2 separate regions of the Zea mays genome follow, and region 2 is linked to region 1. The links are chromatin contacts, called in public Hi-C maps. All regions are on one chromosome and are shown on one strand. The core of a region is the stretch at or near the end of the contact, and the rest is flanking DNA. Distances in the headings are between cores, read along the strand shown. Region 1 overlaps LOC103641784 (U-box domain-containing protein 7). Region 2 holds the start of LOC103641787 (diacylglycerol lipase-beta).

Region 1 (4,343 bases), core at 1,623-4,122:
TGAGGATAGCTGTTGAGAAATCCAAGAATTTACTCCAGTATTGCTCAGAGACTAGCAAGTTTTACTTGGTATATATTTTTTTCACGTCTGTGAATCTGTTTGATATTTCCTAGTCTAAGTACAAAAAAAAGGACGGATCCATGGACTATTCTTGTTACAATCATGTCGCCAGTGGTATAAATAAAACATTACATGTGCTTGGCAGAGAACAACTTCTCATGAGCTTTCTCTATTTTTGAATGCAATGTGTTTTACTTAGCACTGAATTTCAGGCTGTTACAGCAGAACACGTTCTAACAAAATTTGAGAATTCAAGACAAGGACTTCTGGAAAGCCTTCATCAAGTGGAAGAAACAATTCCGGAAGCAGTCGGTTCTCAGGTTGTCCATAATCTTTAGAAAAAGTACAGTAGTTTTAGCATATTTCTAGTTTTTTTTCCGGCTAAAACTTCCGATGAGGTATTTATTGTCACATGCTACAACCATTAACTGTCTCATGCTGAGTTTACTTGGATCTTGTTTTCTTGAGGAATTACTGACTCCTGGTCCTCTGATAATTAGTTTCCTTTCTAAATTTCAGATCACATTGATTGCACAAGAACTGGAAAAGGCTGCTTTCGTTTTGGATCAGTCTGAAAAGGAAGTTGGTGATGAGGTGAATCAACTAATTCAGAACGAGTCAAAATCCAATGGGTTTCTTGATGAGAATGAGCTTGAATTGCTCCACCAAATTGCTGTCCGGGTTGGTATTACATCATCCGTGGCAGCTCTCACCGAAAGAAGAGCACTTAGGAGGCTTCTTGAGAGAGCCCATGCAGAGGAGGACTTGAAAAAGGAATCGATTGCAGCCTGCCTACTCCAACTTATTAGGAAATACTCCAACATATTTAAGAGTGAAACAACCGATAGCACCAACTCTTTGTGCTCAAGCACTCCTTGCTCCTCCAGATCGAATTCTGGCTTGATTGGTATGCATCGTTCACTTTCCAGCTCAACTGATCTCTACGGAAACTGTCAGAGTCTCGAGAAGCAACTCCCAAAGGTTGGCTCCTTCAGTTCGAAGCAGATGAAAGGGTTATCAAGGAGCATGCCCTTGCCACCTGAGGAGCTGAGGTGCCCAATCTCCCTGCAGCTCATCTATGACCCTGTTGTTATTACATCCGGCCAGACATATGAACGAGCTTGCATCGAGAAGTGGTTCGACAGTGGCAACACAACCTGCCCGAAAACTCGCAAGCAGTTGTCCCAGCTCTTGAGGACGCCTAATTACTGCATTAAGGGTCTGATAGCATCTTGGTGTGAACAGAACGGGGTTCCTGCTCCATCTGGACCGCCAGAATCTCCCGAGCTAGACCACATGAGAATTTCATGCCTGGAAAGCAGCACATGTGTGGGGACTGATGGCGCTAACACTGTTTTGTTCGAAGAGACAGCTGCCAAGGATGATGCCAAGTCGGACATGGAGATATTCTCTCGTCAGAACTCCGGAGAGGCCACATCCAAACTACGTGTAGATGAGGTCTCACCGGAGAACTGCTTTACTCTTCAGAGCTCCAAGGAGGCTGCACCTGAGACATGTGGGGTTGTAGACTCTCTAGACAAGGGCAAGGGCTCTCACCAAGACTCCAAAGATGATGTGCCTGTTAGTGAAAGATGTGAACAGTGGCTCCATGTGCTGAACAAGAACGATGCTGAGAGCATGAGTGAGAGACTTAAGTTGGTCGAGCAGATCAGGATCCTGTTGAAGAACGACGACGAACTTCGCGACTACGCAGGTGCTAATGGTATTACTGAGCCACTAATCCATTTTCTGAAGATGGCTATCTACAGAGGAGATGTGCGATCTCAGGAGGTTGCTACAATGGCTCTGTTCAATTTTGCTGTCAACAATGACCGGTAAAGTACCAATGTTGCTTCGTTTGCACCAATTAACCAGTGTCAAAAAGGCGTCCACTGTGAGTGACGACGGATTTCACCTTTGCATCATTTGTTATCAGGAACAAGAGGCTGCTGCTGTCAGCTGGAGTCATCCCCTTGATCGAGCAGATGATACAGGAACGGGAAACCTGCGAGGCTGCCATCGCAATGTACCTGAACCTCTCCTGCATCCCCGAGGCGCAGGCGATCATCGGTTCGAGCGTCGCTATTCCTTTCCTCGTCAATGGCCTGGGGGAAGGTGGCTCCCGGAGCGACACGTGCCGCCTGGACGCGCTGCTCACCCTGTACAATCTCTCCCTGCACGCGCCCAACATCCCGTCCCTCATGGCGTCCGGCATCATCGAGGGCCTCCGGGGAGTGCTGACGCCGTCGTCCCCGTGGACGGACAAGGCCCTCGCGGTGCTGCTGAACCTGGCGATGACCCGGAGGGGCAAGGAAGAGATCGCGGCCAGCGCGGCCATGGTGGGCGCCATCGTGCTCATCCTGGACAACGGTGAGCCGGGGGAGAAGGAGAAGGCCGTGTCGTGTCTGTACGTGATCTGCAGCGGCGACGATGGCAGCAGCCAGACGGTGCTCCAGGAGGGCGTGATCCCGGCGCTGGTGTCCGTGACGGCCAACGGCACGGCCAGGGCCCGGGACAAGGCGCAGCGGCTGCTGAGGCTGTTCCGGGAACAGCGGCAGCGGGAGTTGGAGCTGGAGGAGATGCAGCCGCGGGTGGAGCTGCACGAGGTGGCGAGCCAGGCGGCCGCGCGGCAGGAGGAGGAGGAAGAAGAAGAGGAAGAGATGGCGCTGGCCGTTACGCCGGCCGCCGCGGCCAGTAAGCCGAGAGGCGGCGGCAAGAAGCCGCGGTTGCGCAGGTCAGGCTCCAGGAGGTTCACCAAGGCCTTCACGTGCCTGCTCAAGAAGTGGAGCCTGCGCTGAGCACTGAGCTGAGAAGGATCGGCCAGTCCGCCGGTGTAAGTGTAACTGACCTGTCTTCAAACTGTAGCGACGTCATTGTCCGTCTTTGTCCCTTTGACAAGCGTGTTGCGTTCTACTACTCATTAGTGGTTTCTTGAAATGAGCATGAGCAAACGAAAGCATACCGATCAATTCCGTTCAAATTAGGCATGAGTAGAACGAATAAATGACGAAACGCTCTCTATGACAACCACGCCTACAAGAAGAGCATCGGACTATTTATCCAAAATATTATACTCCGTTCTTTTTTATTTATCACGATTTAGTTCAAAAAATAAACTAGCGAACGATAAATATTCGTGAACGGATGTAGTATTTATATAGTTTTGTTTAATATCTTATTTATCATCGTGAATAGATTTGGGTTCGGCAAGGGTGATAACGCAAACTCACTCCGAATGGTGAACTGCGGAGAGCTTGAAGGTGGATATGAGGCTTGAGGTTATATTGGTTCAAGCCAGTCCAGTGTAGTGCTGATCATGTATTGCTTGGAGGGTGTTACAGTTGGGTGCTTGTCTGCAGTTGTGGATGGATTGGATGTCTTGTTCTAGGATGGGGTGGTCTTGCCCTTTTATAGCTCAAGGGTAGACTTTGCAATTATTGGACGAAGGGTCTAGATTTAATGTGTATACATACAAGGATACTTTATGTCCACAAGATACGTTCTTATTTTTATATCTAATACCTTCTATGTGACTGGTGATGACATGAAAGGGTATAAAATAGTATCCAAGGAACATAGAAGGGATTAAGACATTTGCGATGACAAATAAGATACTGAGAAAATTGCAGTGACATACAAAAATTGCCCCAAAACTCAATGGTAATATCAATGTTTTAGGTTTCTTATAGCACATAAATGTTTCCTTACATATAAAAAATGAGCTTCACCGTACCTATGGATAATTAGTAAAGAGTTTGAACAAATGTATGGCTCTTAAGATCAGTGAGCAAGCTCGCTCCTCAATTTCAAGTGTTTATGCTTACAACAACTCTAATTACTAAATTCGTAGAGAGGTATCAGAGCCTATATTGGCAACACGCCATCCTCCTCCTTTCATAGTCACTCCTACTCATGAGGTTTTAGAGACAGTGACCGCGACAACTTCAGTCTTGCGTTGCATCACACTCAATACTTACAGTGGCAACTAGCTCTTGAGTGCATCTCACTTAATACTTAGCAGGCACGCCTTGTTACCGAGTAGACCTAAACCACTTCAACTTCACTTCTAGAGTTAGAGTTAGCCAGAGTCCTCCCCTCACTATCAGACAACTACACATAGCTCTGATTAGATGATACCATATATGTGCATCAGATTTATCTTACTCTTCATGTCTTAGTGCTTGACTCGACCGCCTCCACACCACCTGTAGATCCTTAGGTTTTGGTACTTGATGCCGAAGGGGGAGAGAGCGAGTATGTTAGACACAGGTGGAGTAGGTGAG
Region 2 (4,126 bases), core at 1,520-4,019, 240 kb before region 1:
ACTTGTTGATATCTGTGTGCATGAAGTCCTAACATAGCTACATGTGTTGACTGTTGACCGTTATACAACAAACTGCATAATGTTTGTTGACTAATTGCAAGTCAAATGAATTAAAAGGGAAAAACAGGCAAACACTGAGATTTTTTATATGAAAGCAGCGTCAAAGAGCCAACCTGCTAAGAGCTCCAAATGTCCTGTCCCAGAAGCACGATATGCAACCAAATCACCAAGGAGTCTTGCAACAGAATAAACCTCATCTTCTTCCAATACAGTTCTAAATTAGTAAATATAATTATCAGCTCAAATAACTAAACTAATATTGGAGTTCCAAGGTGTAAAATCATTGGACTGCCACCTACAGATATTTTGCACGTCCTAGGCAGCACAAAGCTTCTCGGATTCCATGGTCGAACACTTCCCTGTAATGAGCTTTCCATGCCATATCATGTGTTGCATAAAATGATCGCCACCTCAATATATCAGAACCCGTGAAGCATTGGACAATGATCACAACCCATGAAAGGATAAGAAATAAAGCAATAAGTGCTCGTACTGACACCCGATCAGCTTTATCCTGTCCTAGATTATAAACCATCCAAACGACTTATTCAATCCCAAGTAGATGAGTGGATTAGCACAGCAGAAAATAAAACCTTAGGATAGTATAATGAAATGTGTATACTCTTAAGAGTTGTTACTAGATTGTGTTAATTAACTATGTTTCAGTGCATTTATTGAAGCAAAATCTGCTCAAAGTGAGAGTAGTTAGCATGTTTGTGGTACATTCACTAAAAAAATTTCATATGGAACTTCAAGAAAAGGGTGCTCGAAAGTTTTTCCCACTTTATGTGTGTCGTTGTATATGTATGAAGTTCATGTGATTGTAAACTACCAGCAAACAAGAACTTGTAAAAAATTATGTACAAAGTTAGGAAATAAATAGCTCAGAATGGCGACCAACATACCAAAGAAGCAGGAAGTGGATCTTCTTTCATTTGAGAGATCTCTTACAATGACAAACATGAGATAAATTGCTGCAACCAACTGCAATGCACCAACTGCCATACCAAATCTGGTCCACCACAACCAGCGTTTGTACCTCACCTTTTCAGCAAGATGAAAGAAGCGATGATAAGTTAGCAGGAATTCCTAAGAAAAAATGAAAGTAGAAATGCAACAACTGCATCTAAAAAATGCTTCCATCATTATCCCCTTATTTTACTGTTCAATTCATCTCTTTTTCATCCTTTTTGTTTCCTGTCTTCCTATATGCCTTACTACCTTCGCAAAATCCAACCATGAATATTTACTTTTCAAGGATTCCTTGACATGTCTGAACTGTAAACAGAGTGCTGCTATATTAACATTGGTTTTGAATATTTGGGCAGGCATACATTGTTAAAAAATGCAACACTGAATGACACTCAAATAGATGAAAAGACAAGGTCAGTTCAGAGTACAGCAAGAAGGGGTTATCCACACTTTGGTAATCGAGGCATCTCATAGCTCAGGGATGGAATTAGACCGCATGAACAAGCGGACAGTTGAAAGGGCTAAAATGGATTGATTCCAAATTGATAGACAACTACCTCCTAGATTACACCAACAAAACAAAATTGATGCAAATGGTAGCCATAGACCTATATATAAATATGAAACCAGGTTTCCAGTCATAGCTCGTATACCACACCAAACAAAAGATGCTTTGATCCGATGAAGCTTCCTGCCTTGAACTCATAGTAAAACCAATCTATGCCATCTCAATAGGCTCATTGCGCTTAACCACATAGTAAAACCAATCTATGCCATCTCAATAGGCTCATTGCGCTTAACCACATATGTTCCGCTGTCTGATCATGTGAATCAAATAAGCTCCCATCTCAACTTTTTTGTACATAAAAACTAATTTTCAATGCTAGGGAAGTTGCTTGTAGTCACAACTTAAGCCATAGACATATCAATCACACTGTGTTTGCATCAACGAGACAACTTAGACAGTAGCAGCTCGAGCTATTGGGACATGAGCTTGTGTAAAAGCAGCACAATCTAAGCTAAACCGTTCGCCAAACCAGCTTGAAGCCTTGAACCGACCACATCTAATCTAACCGAGGCAGAAAGTAGAGCTCTCACCCTAATCTCGTGGCGAGCTACGGCATCAGCTGCGACAGATGCGTCGCTCTCGTGGAGGTGGCGCTTAGCTATGGCGTCCGCCGTGGCGTGCTGCGCGCGCGCGGCGCCGATCATGGAGAGCACGCGGACCCCAGCCAGAGCGGGCGCCGAGGCGAAAGCGAGCCCCCCGCCGCACCCCGACGGGAGCACGGCGTCGATAATGTAGAGTCCGAGCAGCAGCACCGCGAGGTTGAGCCCGCCTACAAGGAAAGAGACCACCCGCACCATCCCGAGACGGAAGGATGCCGCCGCAGCCGCCGCCGCGGCGGAGTCGCCGGCGCGGGGTGGCATGGCGGCGGTCCTCCGCCGGGTGGAGGGCGGCGGGGGAGAGGAGGTCGCGCGGCGGCGAGGGAGGAAGCGGCGGAGGAGGAGGAGCGGGGGAGGGGTGGAGGACCCGCAGGTGGGGAGGAGGGGCTTTCTAGACATCCGGCCACGGCGGTGGTGGTTGCGCCCGCGCGGCGGCCATGCGCACGGAAAGCGGGGAACGCGGGTGGTTGGGGACGGGGACGGAAATAGACACGGGAGGACGGGGAGGGTCCTCGCACTACGGAGTACGGACGTTTCCGAGGTTGTGCTGTTCTGCTGATTGGCGATGGCGGGCTTGCAAGTGAAAATGAGTGTCTTTTCTTTCTTTATTTATTTTTAGAATTCGATTTTATAGATCTGAGATGAAAAACACAATAACACATGAATATGGATAGAAATTTCATAAAAGTGGTAGAAACTCGGTTTAACTACGAGACATGAAGGGTTGCACAACTGTTTGTGAATTTATGTGGCTGATATTGCTTTTGTGCAAAAGTGCCAAAATGTTAGATGACGTATATTTTTTGCCTTTATTGGTATGTACTAGTGGTTAGCTCACTCCAACGGAGCAGCCATCCGCCAGGCAAAGCTAAAGTTACCTTATTGTGGTATACTTAAGGAAACATTTTAAGTTGCATTGCCAATCTATTAGACTTTGAAGTGGACTAGAGTACTTTCTAAGGCGATACTCTGTTTGGTCCCCTGACTAAAATTTAGTTCATGACGTATCAAATGTTTGAATATCAATTATAAGTATTAAATATAGGCTTAATTAGTTTTAATAAATTCGTCTCATCTTTTAATCTTTGTCTATGTGATTAGCTTTATAATCAGACTATATTTAATGCTCATAATTATCATTCAAACATTCGATGTGATAGTGATTAAACTTTAGTTGTGTGGAACCAAACACCCCAGAGTCTTATATATGGTTGTGTCTCACAAGTCACAACCACTTTTACAAAACTTTTGTGTCGTTATGTAGCTATAACATGTCAATAAGTAGCTAGCATGGAAGTTTTTTTTCTTGATATGGGGTCTAATCATGACTTGTATAATAGGATTTCCTATAGTTTTTTCAACCATGTTTAACCTTTTGAGATATTTGCCACCACCTCCCTATGCAGGTGTGCTTGGCTCCGGAAGTCAGCGACGTGGCTTAGCCATCTCTAAACCATCATACCTCCTTCTCACCAACCATTCAACGGTGCTTATAACCCAACATCCACATTGTTTGTACACAATTGATGTTGCCCCTTCAGCACATGTTCAATCCCCACTTTGATTGTTTTTAGTGACTACCAGGCTCCATCCCCATGGAAGACGACAACACAACATTTACCGCTTTAGCTACTTCCACCACCTTACGAATACGCACTGCTTGTATAGGGCATCATGTATGTGCTAGACTGGGATTGACTAGAACCATGATGCTTGGGCATAGCGTCCCGTGGTATGACGTACCACCCCTTACTAATAGTGAAGTAGTGAATAGTGATGTCATACTATCGAATCGGCTCGTCCGATAGAAAATACCTGAACGACGCGTCGACTCCCTTCTACCTTTTTGTCTAAGTTATCTTGCTCTTACAGAATCTATAATTGAACTAAACAGGCCTTGAAGACTCTTTTAATTTTGTTAGGGGTTGAA

What was found. A called contact is a pair of places that touch in the nucleus more often than the background predicts.
Region 2: a contact with region 1 is called in a Hi-C map of leaf, with 3 times the contacts expected there. The contact joins the promoter of LOC103641787 here to the enhancer-like site in region 1. A contact is called at or near these places in 7 of 25 Hi-C or Micro-C datasets (bundle sheath, ear, leaf and 3 more) and 1 of 3 datasets of contacts at active chromatin or transcription factors (leaf).

What each region holds. Positions count from the first base shown.
Region 1 is chr10:129,150,865-129,155,207 of Zm-B73-REFERENCE-NAM-5.0, reverse strand. It overlaps LOC103641784 (U-box domain-containing protein 7), which reads left to right. Exons shown (of 11, transcript XM_020545843.2): 8 at 1-68; 9 at 273-380; 10 at 580-1,895; 11 at 1,997-3,185. The coding sequence ends at 2,858. Among protein-coding and RNA genes, the nearest start is that of LOC103641784, 43 kb to the left of the region's middle. Within about 2 kb of position 2,872, at least 14 of the 20 cell types and tissues checked have an H3K27ac peak or open chromatin away from gene starts, as enhancers often do. A contact at or near this core is called in bundle sheath, ear, leaf and 1 more, where this site is marked.
Region 2 is chr10:129,390,605-129,394,730 of Zm-B73-REFERENCE-NAM-5.0, reverse strand. LOC103641787 (diacylglycerol lipase-beta) reads right to left here and starts at 2,769. Exons shown (of 14, transcript XM_008665122.2): 1 at 2,131-2,769; 2 at 966-1,104; 3 at 360-579; 4 at 174-274. The coding sequence starts at 2,595.